Regions from separate parts of the Sus scrofa genome. Here region 1 is linked to region 2. The links are chromatin contacts, called in public HiChIP or PLAC-seq maps. All regions are on one chromosome and are shown on one strand. The core of a region is the stretch at or near the end of the contact, and the rest is flanking DNA. Distances in the headings are between cores, read along the strand shown. Region 1 overlaps ALG9 (ALG9, alpha-1,2-mannosyltransferase). Region 2 has its middle 31 kb from the start of LAYN.

Evidence for each region. HiChIP or PLAC-seq counts read pairs in DNA pulled down with a chosen protein or histone mark.
Region 1: an H3K27ac HiChIP or PLAC-seq map of alveolar macrophages shows a contact between it and region 2. The contact joins two enhancer-like sites. A contact is called at or near these places in 4 of 47 Hi-C or Micro-C datasets (brain, embryonic fibroblasts, fibroblasts and 1 more) and 1 of 2 datasets of contacts at active chromatin or transcription factors (alveolar macrophages).

What each region holds. Positions count from the first base shown.
Region 1 is chr9:39,595,720-39,598,419 of Sscrofa11.1, reverse strand. All of the region lies in intron 9 of ALG9 (ALG9, alpha-1,2-mannosyltransferase), which reads left to right. Among named protein-coding and RNA genes, the nearest start is that of ALG9, 23 kb to the left of the region's middle. Within about 2 kb of position 1,384, at least 2 of the 83 cell types and tissues checked have an H3K27ac peak or open chromatin away from gene starts, as enhancers often do. A contact at or near this core is called in alveolar macrophages, where this site is marked.
Region 2 is chr9:39,335,537-39,338,236 of Sscrofa11.1, reverse strand. No RefSeq gene overlaps it. Among named protein-coding and RNA genes, the nearest start is that of LAYN, 31 kb to the right of the region's middle. Within about 2 kb of position 1,381, at least 5 of the 83 cell types and tissues checked have an H3K27ac peak or open chromatin away from gene starts, as enhancers often do. A contact at or near this core is called in alveolar macrophages, where this site is marked.

The DNA.
Region 1 (2,700 bases), core at 135-2,634, 260 kb before region 2:
CTTTATTTTTTCCTGCAGTGTTCATCTTTGATACTTTGTGAGAGCAGCATAGAATATCTCCCTGGAAAGAGATTAAGGCTTTTCCTCTTTTCTTTTTTAAGGAAGATACCTCATCAAGTAGAGGAGAACACTGGCTAACAGAATTCACTATTTTTGTCCCTGTTGCCCTTGTTTTTAAGACTTGTCACTTGAACCTTCCCAACTCTTGACTTATTTCCCAATTTTTACCCCATCCTTCAAGGATGTAACAGTACATTATGAAATGTTCACATCCCAGCTGTAAACTTGATCTGTGAGGTTCTGTTTTTTTGTTTTGTTTTTTTGTTTTTGTCTTTTTAGGGCCACACCCGTGGCATATGGAGGTTCCCAGGCTAGGGGTCAAATCAGAGCTGTAGCTGCAGCCACGTGCTGAGACCTACACCACAGTTCAAGACAACGCCAGATCCTTTACCCAGTGATCAAGGCCAGGGATGGAACCTGTGTCCTCATAGATGCCAGATTCGTTTCTGCTGAGCCACGATGGGAACTCCCAATCTATGAGCTCTTAATACATACAAATAATCGAGTTTACCAACCTAATGCTTTTGGTTCCACATCTCAGAGTACAGTATATCTTGGTAAAAAGAATAGTCAGCCTTAATAGGAGGGGGATAGTAAGTTGTGGTAAAGACGAAAACACTAAAGAGCTTTCCTGGAAAGAAGTATTTATTTGCAAGGATAAAAGATAAAGAGGCTTTTTTTCTGTTGAGGTTTAGCATCTGTAATAAATGATGTGAAAGGTCCCCCCCCCCTTTCTCTGATCACTCTGGTTTTTTCTTCTCGGGCACAGATTTCCAGAATGTTGTAAAGAAAAAGGAGGGTCAAGGTTGACAGCATTGCCACCACACTGGTGGTCAGGAGAGGATTGTGCAAAAACTGAATTCTCTGGAGATGGCATTCCAAAAGGACTCAGTTTAGGAAATGCGTTGTTAAATAGTAATTAAAATCCAGAGAAGACGTGTATTTCTGTTCTGAAAATAAAACCATCCATTAGTTTTCTGTAACCTGAAAGGTTATTCGTAAAGAATACAAGATATAAATGTCTCTAATGAACTTGGCCTGGGACAGAATCTCTGTTCCTGAACAGTCCCCATTTGTACTTAGACAGGAAGGAGAGGGCTCTCCCCAAAGGTGACACACAGTTGAACTTGAGTCCTTCCTCAGGGTACGCCGCTTCTTCTTACTCCTCCCTTAAATGTTTCGGCCTTAAGGGTTTGGTTTCTAATCTTATTTTGCTGTGCAAGCTGCAAAATATCAGGCTTTTCTGACTATTCCTCTGCCTTCTGATTACCCTTTTAAGCAATGCTGATTGCAGGAAATTGCTGTGGTGCAGGGTGGGTGTCACAACACACAGTGATTAAAACCCGAATGTGTCATTCACTGCCTGATTGAAGCAATCACAGGGAGGGGCAGAGCAGATGAAAAACCTGCCAAATGTGCAGAGGGGGGCTGTTCCTCATCTGAATTTAAGGATTTTTAGTTAATCAAAACTTGTGGAGTTCCCATTGTGGCTCAGTGGAAATGGGTCTGCCTAGCATCCATGAGGATGCAGGTTTGATCCCTGGCCTTGCTCAGTGGCTTAAGGATCTGATGTTACCATGAGCTATGGCATGGGTTGCAGACACGGCTTGGATCCAGCATTCCTGTGGCTATGGTGTAGGCCAGTGGCTACAGCTCCGATTTGACCCCTAGCCTGGGACCCTCCATATGCCACGGGTGCGGCCCTAAAAAAAAGACGAAGTAAATAAAGAAAGAAAAGAAAGAAAAAGAATCAAAACTTGTGTGAGTAAGGCCTGTGTTTTCAGTCATTTTGTTTCATTCTGAGTCCTCAAAACTTCTGAGAAAGGTCTGGGTATCTGAACATTGTTTTCCTAGGAAAAGAAGATATATATACTTATGCACTATAGAATAGTGGTTCAGTGTATTAAGGGGAAAGACACTAGAATGTAAATAGGATGAACAGATGGGAAGAAAATGGGAAAGGCCCTAATAGCTCAGCCCTCAAGACTGCACCCACATCCCCCACACCTTGCCTCTCCTTCAGTTGTCACCCGGGCTTGACCCAGCAGCTGTAGATTAGAATAGCTCCCTCCTCAGGTTCAGTCAGTTTGCTCCAGTGGCTCCTAGAGTTCAGAGAAACATTTCCTTATGTTTATCTGTTTGTTATAAAGGATACAGGCTAGATGCAGAGGTGCACAGGTGAGGTATGTGGGAAGAGACTCGGAGCTCCCCTGTTCTCTGGGCGCGCCACAGCCCCTGTGTGCTCTTCTACCTGTTCACCACCCCAGAAGCTCTCTGAACACTGCCCTTTGGGGTTTTATGGAGGCTTCATTACATAAGCATCATTGACCGTCGTTGATTAAACACTATTACCAGCTTCTCTCCTCTCCCCAGAGATGGGAGGTTGGGCGGGCCAACAGGACTGAAAGTTCCAACCTCCAATCGTAAGGCTGAGTCCCCTAGCAACTAGTCCCCATCCTTAGGTTACCTAGGAGTGCCCCCAAAGCCCCCTAATTAGCATAACAAAAGACCTTTATGACTCTCACAGCTTAAGAAATTACAAGGATAATTTTAGAAGTACTAGGAATGGGGGTGAGGAACAAAAACATGTATTTCTTATTATAAATCACACTATCACCACTAAGCTATTTATATTATTTG
Region 2 (2,700 bases), core at 132-2,631:
ATGCAAGAGTTTCCTTCGTGGCTCAGCGGAAACGAATCTGACTAGCCTCCATGAAGATGCAGGTTTAATCCCCTGGCCTTGCTCAGTGGGTTAAGGATCTGGCATTGCCATGAGCTGTGGTGTAGGTCGCAGACACGGCTCGGATCCCGCATTGCTGTGGCTGTGGTGCAGGCTGGCAGCTGTAGTTCCGATTTGACCCTTAGCCTGGGAACCTCCATATGCTGCGGATGCAGCCCTAAAAAGACAAAATCAAAATAAATAAATAAGTGCAGAGATCAGAGAAGACCCTCCTGGAGAAAATAACCTTATAGATGGAGGACAAAGGACAAATTAGAGCTAGACACAATGGAGTGGGGTGGAAGGTATCTTTTTAAGGAGAGGGAAAGAAAATATGTGCAGAGGTCCTGGGATGGAAAAGAGCCAGCGTTGTTTCTTTGCAGATCTTGAATCTTCCTCCTTCCTGGGTCTCAGAGTGGACTAGACTCGCTCTGGAGATAGTCATGGGGACCAAATCATGGTGGTCTCATACATAAACAGGACTAGTCATTGGATCATATGTAGAGAAATAAATATGGAGACCAGAATGCCGATGGCCCAGGTATTTCTCTCCCTGTCGATAGATCTGTGTGAGAAGCTTGTTTATGCTTCTTAGGATTTGCTTTGTGATCCTGGTATCAGCCTTGGGCATTAGCTGCATGGTTCAGAGGCTCTCAGTCAATGGGTGTTGATGCACCCATCTGTGCAATATGGTGGAACTACTACCGGGAGTAGCTCAGCTAAATTTGAGGGCATGTCTCTTAAGTAGAACTGGACATTACATATTGATCACTGCCTTTTTCTGTTTTTGGTGCTGGGCATTCAGCTTCTGATTTGTAATTTATAATTTTTATGTGTCTAGTTTATTGCCAAGTCTTATGAATTCTGCTTCCTTAAATTCTCTTGAGTCTATCTTCTTCTTTGAATTCCCACTGTCTCTATAATCTCTTGCCTTTATTATGAACAGGACCTCCTAAATGGTCATATTGTCCCTCAGTTTTCTTCTCCAATCTCTTCTTTAAACTAAGGCCATGATGGTACTTGTACAAAGTATGATACAAATCTGTATCCTATGATGCTCTTCTTAAAACCCCTGAATGTCTCCGCATACCCTTTGGGTTGTATCAATTAAGGTTTTGATGGGAATTTGCCTCACGTGGTTCAGTGGGAGATAATGAAATTATTACTTGCAAATATACAGTTAGGGTTAAGGAGGGAAACAAGGAATGAGGAGGAGCCCAGAGAAGAGCCACAAGAGGATGATTTATCACTCCTGGGCCTGAAGGGACTAGGTGGAGGGTTATGTTATCTCCTCAAAGTGAGAGCTGGACTGGAGGCCAACGGGTGGAGCTTGAGTTGCAGAGGACACAGCTACTGCACTGCTGCAGATAAGACAGCCAAGCTAGGAGGGACTGTCGTGATCTTTCCTCCCTCCTGCCCACAGATGACCCACTGAAACTTCCTGTTATCCAGATCATATGGGAAACCAGCTGGCATCAGGCTTGGGTGATGCAATCTGCCAGTGGTTGGCTTGCTGGGGCACAGAGCCTAGGGGAGAAAATGGATCTGGGCAGGGGGAGGGGTGAGATATGGCAAATGATCAATAATTGGCTCAGGAAGTCATAAAAATAATGTCTAGTTTGCTGACAAGTTTTATTGTGAGGGTTAAATAAGGAGATGTTTGCGAAAATGGATTTTTTTCCCCTTTGTACAGCCACACGTGTGTCAAATGGAAGTTCCCAGGCTAGGGGTTGAATCTGAGCTGCAGCTGCCAGCCTAAGCCACAGCCACAGCAACCTTCACCGCAGCTTGTGGCAACCGCAGATCATTAACCCACTGATCGAGGCCAGGGAACAAACCCTCCTCCTCGCAGAGACTATGTCAGGTTCTTAACTCACTGAGCCATAATGGGAACTCCTGAAAATGGATTCTTAGTGAATTGACATCCTTTCCTATTTATCATAGCCCAGCTCCTTGTAGAGGGTAGATTATTAGTTCAATGTTTGTTAGACTAGGTCTATGTTCTTTCTGTGCCAATATATTATTATTATTATTTCCTAGATGGAGAAACTCAGTAAGGTTTGAGACTCTCTCTTGTATCCCAAAAGAAGAACTGCCTTTCTCATCAAGACTGGAGAGCTGTGATTCTTTTCCCTCCCTCTCCTTTTTATTAAAAAAAATTTTGATGGTAACTTTCAAATATATAAAAAATTAGAATAATACAGTGACTCTGTGTCTGTCACAGTGAAATGATCAAGACTGTGCTAATCATGTTTTATTCATTTCCTCTACCTTTTTTCTTGCTAGCATATTTTAAAACAATGCCAGAAATCAGTGCTTTTTACTGTATACCTCTTTATTTTTTTATTTTATTTTTTGGCCATACTCACGACATGCAGAAGTTCCCAGGCCAGGGACTGAACCCATGCCACAGCAGTGACAATGCCAAATCCTTAACCATTAGGCCACCAGGGAGCTCCTACTATATATCTCTTTAACCAACAAGCCCTTTTATCTTTTATAAAACCACTGTGCTGTTACTGCTGCTAATAAAAACAAACATAAACCTTTAATTGTAGCTAAAAAGCTGAGCCCCTGTCCAACTTTTTTTCAGTTATCTCGAGATGTCTTTTCTGGTTGGTTGGTTCATTTCAGCAACCAAAC